2 separate regions of the Gasterosteus aculeatus genome follow, and region 2 is linked to region 1. The links are chromatin contacts, called in public Hi-C maps. All regions are on one chromosome and are shown on one strand. The core of a region is the stretch at or near the end of the contact, and the rest is flanking DNA. Distances in the headings are between cores, read along the strand shown.

Region 1 (6,864 bases), core at 3,059-5,558:
ACCGTAGCAGGGGGAGTGTGTCTATCCCTGCACTCGTGCCGTATCAGTCCGATAGAAGAAAGTTGCCGTCTGCGTGCACGAGCGTGTGCGTATGAGTGAGTGCGCGCGGGAGGGAGAGGACGTGTGCGCCGGTCTCTGTGTCTTGCACTGTTCTGAGTGAGAGAGCTGAGGCTGGTTTTAAACAGGCTGCTCTCCCCATGTGACCAGCCCAGCCACAGGCAGGAATACATTACTGAGACAGACACACACACACACACACACACAAAAACACACACTCTTTCGCTCTTTCTCCCCTCCTCTCCCTCTCTTGCCCGTACACACACACACACCGTGTCCACAGTGCACCCCCTAGCCACCGCTCAGGGTAGTGGAAGGAACAGCAAGCACACAAAAACACACACAAAGAAATAGAGCGTGTACACACACACGAGGAACTATGGCAATTATGTGAGTTTGAACGATAAATGTGTCGCTGACTTCAGCCAAGCTTAAAGAGAATCCAAACGAACACGGCGACGAAAACGAACACGTTTGAAACAATCCGCGACGATTCCTTCAAACAAATGTTTACTATTTTGTTTTTTGTTTTTTTTTAACTTTCCCGGCTTCTTCAGCTTCACACCTGGAAAGCGCTGACCTTTGCAGTAATGAAAAACCTTTTAAAGTTGACCTTCTGCTGCGCATTGATACAATTGCATTACCGCTATGACACTTTAAGGAACAACAATGGGAAATGCCACCGACCAAGTGTTGTCGCTGGCTGAGGAGGGAAAAAAAAAAAAGGAAGTTTTCCAAAAACATGTGCGCGCTCAAATAGTTACAGCCGGCGCACAACATGACAGCGCGTTTTGATGGATTGTCCCATGAGAAAATGTTCTCGGGACATACATTGCCACGGCTACAATCATTCTTTCTAACAAATGCGGCCGGCGCGGCATTCAGACCGCTCGTGCAATGGATAGTTGATCAGGTCCTGACACATTTATCATTTAGCGTCCAGGAACTTTCAGCGTCCACATTTTGGAAACCTTGGAACGGAAATGAATGGCCTTCGAAAGTCATTTATTATCACAACAACACCCGAGAGGGCAGTCCTTCCTGTGATTACACGCACCACTCGCCGCACCGGTTGAAAACACGTCACCTCCGGATGCCGACGCTCGGGAGGCCCGAGGGCGGGCGTGTGCCACGGCCCATACCGAGCTGTCCCACTCAGCGCTGGACCGGCTGTGTGAGCTGCATGGTTAACATGTGCCCTCCCTCCTTCCATCATCTCATTTCTAGCGCTCTACTACACCTGCAAGGTTCACACACATTTTGACCAATGGAAATGTAGTATTGAAACGAACAATAGAAACTAACAATGAGAATTCAAAGCGCACGCGCGCACACACACAGACACACACACACACACACACACACACACACACACACACACAGAGTTTCTCCTCCAATTTAATCAGGCCCGAAGGAAGTCGGTTTTTCAGCGTTTACAATTATCCACTAGGGATGGGTTTCGTTTGGGTATTTGATAGCGGTGCTAAAACGACGCTAATAAAACACAGCGCTGCCTAAACGGTCGCTGAACCAAAGTTGTTTTTTGTTTTTAGTTTTTTTTCCAAACTGTGAACAATATATGAACTTGTTAACAGTTTACAGAATACGTACGGTGAAGAAGCCAGAAGAGTATGTATTAATTAATTGGAATTTGTGGAATATTAATCTTTTTTGGGGGGATTCATGCTTATTATGCAGAAACTAAAGATACGCAACAGTTAAGGTGTCTTCACAACCACGGTGCAAATCACTTGCGCTTAGAGTATGAAAGCGTGTGCCTGCTTATATTTTGAGCGTCTGTTTTAAAAGCATATGAATTAGTTAGAACTCATCTTAAATGAACGACATGAACATATGAATATAACACATTACCATGACTTTGGGGATTTTATTTTATCATTTCACAACTTTTACAGGCCTGGAAATGACCATTTCCAGGTTTTTCATGACTGTACAAACTTGCGGCATTTTTTTTTCCCTGGCAAAGGCATATTTTCAAAAGTATGGGGAAAATTCATTCGTTGTTTTATTCGTAGTGGGAGCTGTCATTCCAATCAGTAATGATGACATGTCGTCAACACGTTTAATCGGAGGAGTGGGGGGATTGCCAAAGGGAATTAGAGAGGTGCACCAATTGTATTCATAAAATATTTTTTAAGTGAGACCACTACTCTCGTTAAATTCATCAATGTATTTGATTCATTGGCTGCCGCTCGAGGCCGATACGACCCCCTCCTGGTGCCGACACGTGCCCGATCGCTCTGTGCTTTGTTTAAAGGAAACGAGAAGAAGAAAATGAGCAGTGATAGAATCCCACTTGATTTCAAACAAACCCAAAGGTTAGTCAAACAGTTTGGAACCTAACTTGTCAATCATAAATTGGGCAGGGACTTCGATACTTTTGGATTGCCAGTCAATATCATTAATGTTAGAACTTCAAAATAAAGTGCTCATTTGGCTAAACTCATCGACTCATTGCTCCGCTTTCTGGCTACGTTGCCTCCGTTTTAGAAACGCCTCCCAAATCTCAGCGATCGCATTTGCGAGTGCAGCTTCTCCATAACTAACCTCGATAAGTCTCTTGTTGCCATGTCACCCGGCACGGCTGGCGACTCCTCCTTACGTCTCCTCATCTCAAGAATGCAATGGAATGAGTCCCGTGTGTCACGTGGGCCCCTGTCGCTCCCGCTCACACTGAAAGTCAAAATAAATACTTTTTTGCATGTCGTTTGGAAACTTACTGCAAGACAAAGATGCATTACTAATCCCCCTTGAGGCCATATTGAGCATTTCAGCATCACAAATTGTAAAATGTACTATTGGTAAACATACCGATGCGTGTTTGGAGGGGTTTCAAAAGGCTCTACACACCCATTGACCGTTTTCACTTTGTCCTATGTCCCACTTTGGTTCACATACCCGCACAGCTCCACCCAACTTCAACCTGAGCAACATACTAATTCAACCCACTCTAAAAAGAAAAATATTATAGCATAGAAAAATGAAAAACAAATGTGGCATTTTGTACAAAAGACTCACACACGTAGATTGTTACCTGTAATAGAGAGAAGCTAAATATGCAACTTAAATAATCTGTTTTAAATCAGAATGCTAATGGTTTTATCATCATCTGCTCCCACAACTGAATCTCCATTACACACAATTGCACATTGTGCATCACACACCATGAAATGACGAGAATAAGCCTGCTTGGCCACTTAGCGATAAGTGGAATGTACCGTGTCCCTCAAATCACTTACTACTGATAGCCTCTTTATTTGTAGGGGGGGGGGGGGTTGTTCTTGTTTTTTTAAAATAATATTACTTAGTAAATGACACGAATGTCGGCACACTGTTGATTTAAAAAAAAAAAATCTGTGGACTCATCGGAATATAACAGGCACTGGGGTTTTTATGTGGACGCCTCATTTTTGAGTCAGTCCACGTTTGAATTTTAATTCATCTTGCAGAAGCATTCATCTTGGATTTATGGCATTATATTGTGCAAAAAATCCTGAATAATGAATGAATAAATAAATAAAAGCTAAAAATATGAACAAGGACCAAATGGAGATGGACATTGATTGAAGAGTTTAAGAAGCACCAAAAAGAATAAAGAATGAACATTAGTAAAAACACAACGACCAAATCAAAGCTGAGCGCGCACGCGTGTTGTGCAAACTCCCACGCGACCCTCTAGTCACGTGCACAAACAGTGACAATGTCAGAGAAAAAAACACAACTTTTTAATACAAAGTACAAAATACCAACTTCAATGATTATGTTTGTATAAAATACGTATTTCAAGTGCACGTGATGTGTGACGTTACAGCTACGTTGTCACGGTTTTACTCACCATTTCTAATTAACGTCACCGGAGGTGGCGTTTCTCGGGGTGATACCCGTCCGGTGTCTCGCCTCCTCTCCGCCCGCCGTCCTAAAACAAAGTGACGGCTGGGTTAATGGACGCCCGGGAAGTCGTCATTAGCAATAACACATAGGACTGTTTACAAACTTCGGTGAACAGCTGGAGTTTGGCACGTCCAGAGGTTGTTGACCCACGTGTGCAGCGGAAGTGGTCAGTCCCGGCTGCGTTAAAGACACAGGTGGAGGTGCGGGTGGGGTGTGGGCGGGGCTGCACCTCCGCCGAGTCTAGGCCGCCGCGTTAGCTAACGTTAGCACAACGCTAGCATGGCTTCCTCCACCTCCGGTCGAAACGTCACGTTCCAACGTCGCATCCTCCGTCGTCGTGCTGAATACTACTTCCGGTTGCGAGATTTGTTTTGTACATACAGCAAGTAGTAGATGTATGTGTTGTCAAATAGTCTGCACGCTAATGCATTTTCAAAGTTCCACTTGGCCCCGACCCTCCTGCACAACATTATATGGATTCATAATTTTAAAACTATTTGGCCATTACCGTTGACCGCCAGGGCTTTTACAGAGCACGGAAATTGAATAGTTTTCCTCCAAGTGAAGTTCAACAACAGCCTAAAGTCAGACTTCTCTTTAAACTTATCAGCCAGCACCAGCTACGATACTGTACGTGTGAACCAGAGAGAATTTAAATGAGCGTGTTTCAAACAGAATTTACGACATTTGCTGAGCTGGAGGCTACATTTTTGGTGAATCACAATTTACAGTTGCAGTGCGCGCGGCCCAGGATCCCGTCAGACAGAACGGAGTGGCAGTAAATACAGGGGAGAGTTTTGCTGCTTTGATCCCCGACATGAAACCAGAGCTCAGCCTCCAGGCCGAGACAAAGTGGTTTGACTGACTTGAAATGCTTTCAAAAGGTGAACAACAACAAATTACCATACAACCCAGCTGACAGACAAACACCTCAACCAAATCCCAAAAAGTATCCTCGGCTCAGCGCTGCCAGGGCCGATAGAAGGCTAATCATAAAAGTTTCCGCCGTCGGGGTCCAGGTCAGATGGTCCACACACACACTTCTCTAAATACCAGAACGACTACATGCCGTATTTTAAGATTTTAAGATTTCAAAGCAGGTTAAATGTTAGTTACTCTGCTCACAGTTTAAATTAATTTGATTCAAATGAAATTGTATTCTTTTTTTTTGTTCTCCAGCTTTTTGATTTACTGCAAGTGCAAGATTTTCCCATTAGGTATAAAAGCCGGAAACCTACTGTCTGAATCCGTAATCCCGATACCGTTTCGCTGTTTTTTTTACTGACCCTGACCCGCTGGCAAAAATAAATGTCTCACCATCATATGACAGCCTGCGCTCGCCTGCACCTTCTTTTGAAAATGCAAATTTCAACAATAGGATTGTGGCACAGGCCCTTAGGGATTATATGGAGAAAAAGACGTTTGTATGAAAATGAAAAGTATGGTGGAAAGGGAAGACATCACGGCTGAGCTGTATCCACTTGCCTGCAGCCAGGATCAGGACCTTGATGGTACGAGGTTGATTGACCCGAATGGAGCGGTCACTAGTTTTCTGAACTGCTGAATGTATAGTTTGACGTCCTAAATTGGGTTTAAAAAGAAGAAGAAATTCAAAACCCTTTTTTCAAGGCACTGTGAAATGTACTTGAAACTAAATGTTACCAGGACAATGTGGGTTATTTTTTATTTATTCACTTTCTTTGTCAGGGACAGTGCATGCTAATACACATTACCATGCCAGAATTTTCCAGGAGTCTAGTTTCCATCCACAGTCCTTGGTCAGGTGTGAAATTGGCAGCCTCAAATAAGCCCAGAATCAAGACATTATTAAAAAAAATAATAGCACTGTTACTGCTTACACAGCAAAAAACAATTAAGTCATAGGCAAAGTCGGATAGGACAGATAGGCAGGGCATTTCAGCAGCATACAAGCTGCATATATTGATAGACATTGGCAGACAACAATGGGAAGGCATCAAAACAAGTGCTGGCAGATTTAGTGGTTTGTTAGGCATCTTCTGAACCAAAGGACCTGTAAGTGGTGAGTTCCTCAGTGTGGAACCGTGCTACGTTCCATTCATGTGCTGCTTTAATTGCAAATGCAGATTCACTGAAAGCAGATCTCCTCCGTGGGGTAATTCAGTTTCCTCTTGCGGCTCCTCTTGTTATCTGATTTGTTACATGTGTTATGTTCTTAGCATGACACAATGGGGAAAAGAATCTGTATTCTTAGCGAGGGTTTACATGGTTTTGACGTCAAGCCTTGAAAATGCTGTTGTTATCAAATTGAGTTTTTTTTTTTAATTTTATTAGTGGATTTTGCGCTGCATTGTTGTTCTGGAGTCCACACTAATTATTAATAGTGTGAATGCAGAGAAAAGTCATATGTCATAGTCAAATACGTTACTCACATAATTAACAAGGATTGGGACGTCCCCTTAGCACTCTACCCATCGATCACAAACGCTCATGTAAAACCTCCAGATAGACTGCAGAAGTAAAAAAAAAGCAAATCAAAATGCTTTCCTCTACCACACAGACCGGATCTTTACAGTGGTGGTTGAATCGGGTAATGGATCAATTTTTTCATCCTATTTGAAACGGTGCTGTGGAAAAGGCCAGAGCTCCGATGGGAGATGTGATTTTCTTTTTATATTCATCAATGAGAATAACCAATAAGTTTGCTGTGAAATATTGACCGTCCTTGACCGTGTCTATTAAAAACCTCTCCCTGATTTTTAGCAATTATTCTGTGGATATTCTCCTTTTGTTTTGAGGGTATTTGTAATGGTGGTATCAGGAACCTGACTGAGGAAACATATATATATATATATGTATATAGGTTTATGTAAAAGTGCTTGACTGCATCATTTTAAGGGAGAGACCATACCTGAT
Region 2 (6,864 bases), core at 2,400-4,899, 180 kb before region 1:
CATATTTCTGACAGGTTTTGTAAAGCAACTGCTCACTAAAATTTGTGCCAAGATTCGTTCGTAGTGCAGTAAAAAACGTGTTGTCTGCACCTCGTTAATATTTAATCTGATAAGAAACCAAAGCTGTAAAAGTGGTCCAAGTCTGCAAGATTGTTCTTTTGTTGGCATCTCTAGAAGGAATTGGATGAAAAAAATCATTATTTAAATAATTCATAGTCACTGAAGACTAAGCGTACTCTACAAGCAAAGGCTCTAAATGTTTTTATATCGTTCAGAAGCAGCTTCAGCAAAGCCACACAAATGCATTGGATTTGTTGAAGAATGAGGCTTCTTCAGTGTTTGTAAAGTGCTCTAAATTATAAAATATGAATATATCTATCTGAATATTGCGACCATGACCATGATAGAGAGATATTGGCAGATTAATATATATCGTTACGCGAACACATAATCCGATACTCATTGCAAAACAGGAACTGAAAGTCCACATTTTATTTATTTTGAAAGCATTAGCCATTCTTCTTTAACATGAATTAGTGTTCCGTGCGATCTTACCTTGAGTGACAGGGATCCTGCCAAATAGAAGTGGTCCAGGTCTATGATGGATGCCAGCAGGCCGGCGAGCAGCACCTCATACACGTCACTCTTTTTCCTCAGTCCGATGACAACGGCCCACGACCAGAGCCCCACCAGCCCGTGCGTGGCGTTGTCCAGGGCGGCGCGCAGCCACAGGTGGTTCTGGACCACGGACAGCTGGAGGGTGTGGTCCGCCACCACGCAGAACACGCCGAGTCCCGCCGACGCCAGCAGGGAGGCGGAGCTGAACGTCTGCAGGAGAGCCTGAGCCTTCTTCGTCTCCACGGCCAGGCTGAGAGGCACCGGGGCGCCTTCGGCCCCGAGGCCCCCGCCCAGCAGCGGGGACGAGGAGGAGTCGAGCTTGGAGTAGAATCCTTGCATGTTGACGGACGGCTGTGTGTGTTTGTGTGGGGGGCGATCGCCACAGAGCGTCAGCAGCTGTCAGGAAGACTGGAGGGGGAAGGAAGGAGAGGGATGAGTGAGTGAACGTGGGAACACAAAGCGCTGTATGACCTCGTATTCCATGACAGTTGATTGGAAGAACAATGTCATGTTTGGATTGTTCAATAAATACATATTATGTGACACCTTCCAGTGCAGTTGCATTGATCTTTGTATTCAAATATAATCACATATGTATGAGTATATTAATTGAAAGTGGGGCTTTATCCTCCACCATGATTAAAAACGTAAAATGTCGTCTCACATTTACAGAGGACACTGAGCTAAGATCTAAATGTGACCTTTGCTTACTGATTGTTTAAATGGGAACCTGTGATATTTCAGACATTTCTAAAATATCACATGTTCCCATTCATGCGCTTTCTTTCTCTGTCTCTGGTGAAATGGAGAGAAACGTACAGAACATTCGGCTGGCAGTTCATCTGAATTCACCGCCTCGTTAAGGTCAAACAAAAAAAAGAAAGGTTCTGCCTTTAGTAGGATGATTTTAATGAGCTAACGTTAGCAACGAGCTAACGTCCCTGTGCTCATTCTCCCTCTGCTTATATTCAGTACTAACAGTAGCGGTTGTCCGTCTTTCATTCACGTCAGATCGTTCTAAAAAAAGAGGGAATACATGTTGGAGGACCCGATCTCACCGCGCTACGGGAGCTAACGAGGAGCTAACCGGCTAACAGCGACCGATGCTACTGTGTGTAGGCGGACAGCAGCTGTCACCATCAGCGCTGCTAAATCGCGACGAATTACGCGACAAGACGCGCTTCGCATTCACGAAAAACCGGCGATTCGATTGCTTATTGTCTAAATTCTAACATTTTGAAACACAGCTCTGAGCGGCTGGTTAATAAATATAACGTTACTCACCCCATTGCTCTGCATTGGATACCCGACCGACAGACGCGACGCTTCTTCTTCGGTGTCGGCGGTTGGAGGCGCTGCGCTGCCCCCTTCAGGTCAGCGGGGGAATACCGCCCCGACACAGAGACGTCTATTGTCATTTGCTTCTTTGAAAACAGTGTTTGTGTTTGTTTATGTGGATCAGCATCGCACCCACCTCTCTTTTGTCAGAACAATCCAACTGAAATTTGATAAAAATATAGTTTGGGTTAAAAAAAACTGCATAACACGTCAAAGTGTCTAGTTCTTTTTAGAATTTTACAAACTCAACCAATTTGTAAATTAGATATTACCATAGATTTTAATCCTATTCGGTATTTATTGCAATATGTCCAATATATTTGATCACATATTTCCACAGCGGTTTTGGATTAAACGTCAGGCAAACTAGGACCACAGAAATAAAGACTTGAGCTAAACCAACTAAGTTACTTTAAGCCTCCAGCAAAATGTTTATAAAATGTAAAAAAAACACACCGTTATTTTCAATCCAAACTGAATAAGGCAAAGCAACTTGCGAACACGTTTCTGGAGTTGAGCACTATGTTTGCATTACCTACAGCAGAGAGTATTTTGATCAGGAATCAGCAGAAGAGGTCTGACATTCAATGGCTGCAGCTTCTCTGAGCACCACTAGAGGGTAAAGAAGACCACACAATAAAATAACACTGGGACTACAGAAGGGAATGATCCTTTTTTTTAAACCCCGGCTCTCTTCTTTCAGGTAAAGTGCACATTCAATGCACAATATTTCAGACTTTTTTAGAATCCAAAATCCTGACTAATACGATGGTGCACAAAAAAAAGCCAACAGGTTGTCTTGCAAATAATTGCTGCTAAGCTTACAACATGTAAACTTAAGTATTTCAAATCAGACAATCCTACCAAGTGGAGGGTTCTTTAAAAGCCTTTCCGTTCAAATGCTGAAATTTGGCATGCGATATTTACATTTCAACATTTAGAACCCTATTGTTTCTATTAAGGTCGTATCAGTTTCATCCCTTCACGTGGGGTTGACTCCAATGGGCCTGACTCTTTCTAAATCATTCCATCAACAGTAATTTAGAATTACAATTCAATCTGCGATTTGTTTTTGCATTTCCTCATTTGTTTTAATACGCCAGTGTCATGAAAGGAGAGGTGTTAACAGTTGCTTGTAATTCTAAACACTCGTCTCTCTGCTCCGGTTTCAGGGAACCTGACTTCAGTGATTAAACAAGTCTGTCGTTGGCAGTGAGAGACACCTTGGACACTAATGTTCCAGCAATGATTGTGGACACGTTTGCTGACACAAACTCCATTTGGTAGCACTGACTCACAATTCAAGTACTTCACAGACGTCAGCGACACCAAGTGTGTTGTGTTTAAGCCTGTAACAGTAAGCGTTAGGCCAAAACATAAGAGGAGGACTTTTTGGTTTGCCTGGTCAGACACACTGACCAGTCACACTGGTGGCTACTAATGGCTACTAATGCAATGTCACATACTGGTGTTCTGTTCCACCCAATTCTTCTGCAGGCAGCAGAGGCGCCGGACTGATGTCAGAGGAGCGATATAATAAGATACCCATCATTCAGCACCAGGGACAGAAGCACGGAGAACAAAGAAGGGGACGGCAGTAGGAGGGTTCAGCACCACGGACAGCGCACCGTGGAAGCTGTTGTCTCTGCTGCCATCCAGTGGCAACACGCAGAACTTTAACCTTATTTTCAGCTTGAAATTTAGATAATAAATGAAGTACATTTTGTAACTTTGCTGTTTAAAGTTATCAAAAACGACTTGGAGTTTGATCTACAACCATAATAATATGTGTATGAATAGTTATCAGTTAAAGTAATACCTTGTCAGTGTTCATCAAACTGGTAATTATTACAGTGTTTCGTTATGTTAATTTATGGGCGCTTTTGTGTTGGATTATAATTGTATATTATATTATTATTATTATTATATTAACTATGTGTTTTGCCTTAAAGAAAAAGTAAACAACGCAATACCACCAAAAGCAAAACCACAAGTGTCCACAACGATCAAAATGTTTCGACGTATGTAATTAAATGTATGTACGGTTTATAAACCGCATTGATATCAAGAAAACGGAAACATTATCAGCCAATTGAGAAAAATATGTAAGTATGTGAATAGTTACTGCAAATAAGAATCATAAAAAGATGGTTAAAACACAGTGTGACAAACAGACATGAATTGTAAAAAGCAGAGATAAGAAATCCTGCAGCAAAGATGAAGCCGGTTGAGTGTTTAAAGAGAGCCTGGGCAGGATTGGAAGGGAAGGAGAGATCGTGTCATTCATCCAGTTATCAGTGAAAGGTCAAACTAGTCATTAGAGCAGAGTGAGGCTGTTGGAACTGACAGCCTCTGGATGGGATACACACACACACGCACGCACGCACGCACAGACGCACGCACACTCTTTCCTATATAGAGGTTAATGTGGATCACATCATGGTTGCAGACAAAGAGAGCATGGCTGAACATTTCAATTGCATTTAATTAAAGTCAGGTTGAAATATTAGTAACACGGTTCTGTTAAGGACACACAGAACAACACTGTGGTGCGTCTTTACCATCCTTCGTCGCTTCATGCATATGTCATTGTACATATTAATTGCGTTCTCATAGAGACAAAAAGCGGACGGGCCGGTTTGAGCGAGGAAGGAAAGACTAATGAACACAATGCCCACAGTGTGTGCGTGCAGACTCTTGTCTGCACGCACACACAAGGAGGACTCAGCGGACAGCCGCTAGATGGTGTATTGATTTGTCCTCGGCCTGCCAGAACTTGTCAGAATATTGAAAGAAGGAGGGCTTGAGCGAGGCAAGAGAGACAGTGAGACAGATTAAAGAAGAGGGAAGCACAGAGAGTGAGAGCTTAAGGTCAAGAGGAGAGTTTTGACCATCCCACTCTTCCCCCGGTCTTATTTTCTTATTGAATTTATCGCTGTAAATGTAGTATTAAACTCACTGGCATCAGCTTTGAGTGCACTGTGATGTGAGATCGGATAGGAAACAGAAGCAGTAAGACAATCATCCAAGTTCCAAATGAAACCTCACTAGACTTTAAAGTAGCCCTTTAATTACATTTTACTAAAAATACATTATAGAGCCAATTCAAGGTCGGGGAAATGTTCGGGACAACTGTTGGGACAAAAACATGAAGACTGAATGAACATACTGTTCTCGTACTTGTAAATGTGTATAACTAACCGCACTTTGCTTTAAAATAGTTTTCAGTTGACACAACTCTCTTTAATTAATTCTCTCTGCAGAGACCTGAGAAGCGGAAATTGGTGGAGCAGAATGTGTTGTTTTTCTTGTTAGTCGGAGCAGAATGACTATAACCTTTTCACATTCAACTACGTGATTCAAATCTTTCGAGTTTTTACTTTTGAGGACGACTTGTGATCGGGTATAATCAGGTTAAAATTGGGATTTCCCCATTGCTTGATCTGTGTCTCCAAGCAAAACTAATTACCAGCAGCCTCAGCTGTACTGTGTTTATTGTTAATAAGTAAATACTAGCACGCAAACACACTGACCCTCACTGACCACACTCTCCCGTGATAAGAAACCACCTGATGATACAGTTTTCAGAGTAAAAAAACAACGTGAGCAAAGAGAGAGGCGCGTCATCTGCAAACAGCAGTCAATGAAATCACAATATAGCTCATCTGAACCTGTAAATTAAGCTTCAAAGTACAAAATGAATGTGAGGCCATCGTTCATTGTGAAATGGTCACATTTAATGGTTGAAACCTGTCATTGTATATACATCTATAAAAAAGACCCCAGGTACAGGTTACGACATTCTACTGCTAATACATACATTATTATTATCATTAAATAATAAACTTTTGTTCAATGTTAAAGTTACATATCATAGTTTACAAAATATGAGCAAGGAGAATTAAGCCATTATTAATGTCTGAAAGAAAAAACTAAAATCCTATATGTGTGTTTGTATTATTTGTCCATAAGATAAAAAAATACAATAAAACACATCAATATTCATTTGAATAACATAATATTAACTGGTGATAGAAGCTATTGAAATGGAAACTGCAAAAAATACATTTTATTAATTGTTTGTAAAGGCGTCAGAATTTGGGAAGCAAACTGTTTTGTGTCGTTTCATTTTACAGCACAGAGCAGAATTCAAAACCAACATAGATCTTTTATTTGTTTCAATAACCAGCTTTTTCGCCATTGAACCAAAACAAATGGGTGGGCACAGAACTGTCCAGTCTCAAAATCCACTTTATTTATTTATTTTACAATCCAGGTCCTCTTTGCCAGTCGCGAAAGCAGAGTGTAAAGCTAAACGTATAAATAGCCCGGCTACTGTTACTGAAGTCTTCGCTGTTCGTCCTCACGTGGGACGAAACCACCGCCGCTCTGACTCGAGTCGTTGGAGTCGGCAGATTCGGAGACGGATCGAGTGCTTGTCTGGCTTCTTTGATGGATCGCAGGTGAACGCAAAACGGGAGCTGCACGCTTCCTCAGACCCAGTCCCAAGTTTTCCTTTGTGTGTTTGAGTTGGCATCTAGAGCGCCGCGCACAAACAACACGGCTTTCTGGGTGCTTTGACCCACGGCGCAGTCTGACAGGTGCTTGGGGAACCTTTTTATTTGGGGATTTGAGTCTTTGGCATGATGATATAGCTGTATGGGCACCGCTACGGTTACTATACACACAAACACGCGCAAATACGCTCGACTCATGTGTGAGTGTTTGCCTGTACGGTGCTGCAATTTCAGAAGGAAGTGAACAGTAATTCATAATCAATAAAGAAAAGGACGAAAAAGTTTTGGGGGCGGATTTTGTCATCTGAAGAGTCGGTTTTCCTGCTGTGAAGAGGAGATTCCCAAACCGCACTGCTGCCCGCTAACACATAGTCTGCCGGGGCCGACCAAA

Evidence for each region. Hi-C and Micro-C count contacts between places; a contact is called where the count stands out from the background.
Region 2: a contact with region 1 is called in a Hi-C map of skeletal muscle, with 3 times the contacts expected there. The contact joins the promoter of tmem267 here to the promoter of cntfr in region 1. A contact is called at or near these places in 3 of 6 Hi-C or Micro-C datasets (skeletal muscle and tail fin).

The regions. Positions count from the first base shown.
Region 1 is chr14:11,324,059-11,330,922 of fGasAcu3.hap1.1, reverse strand. cntfr (ciliary neurotrophic factor receptor) reads right to left here and starts at 4,308. Exons shown (of 13, transcript XM_078088470.1): 1 at 4,073-4,308; 2 at 3,914-3,994; 3 at 2,626-2,751.
Region 2 is chr14:11,502,745-11,509,608 of fGasAcu3.hap1.1, reverse strand. tmem267 (transmembrane protein 267) reads right to left here and starts at 3,649. Exons shown (of 3, transcript XM_040197037.2): 1 at 1,903-3,649; 2 at 556-1,026. The coding sequence starts at 957. It overlaps cntfr (ciliary neurotrophic factor receptor), which reads right to left. Exons shown (of 13, transcript XM_078088470.1): 13 at 5,672-6,864.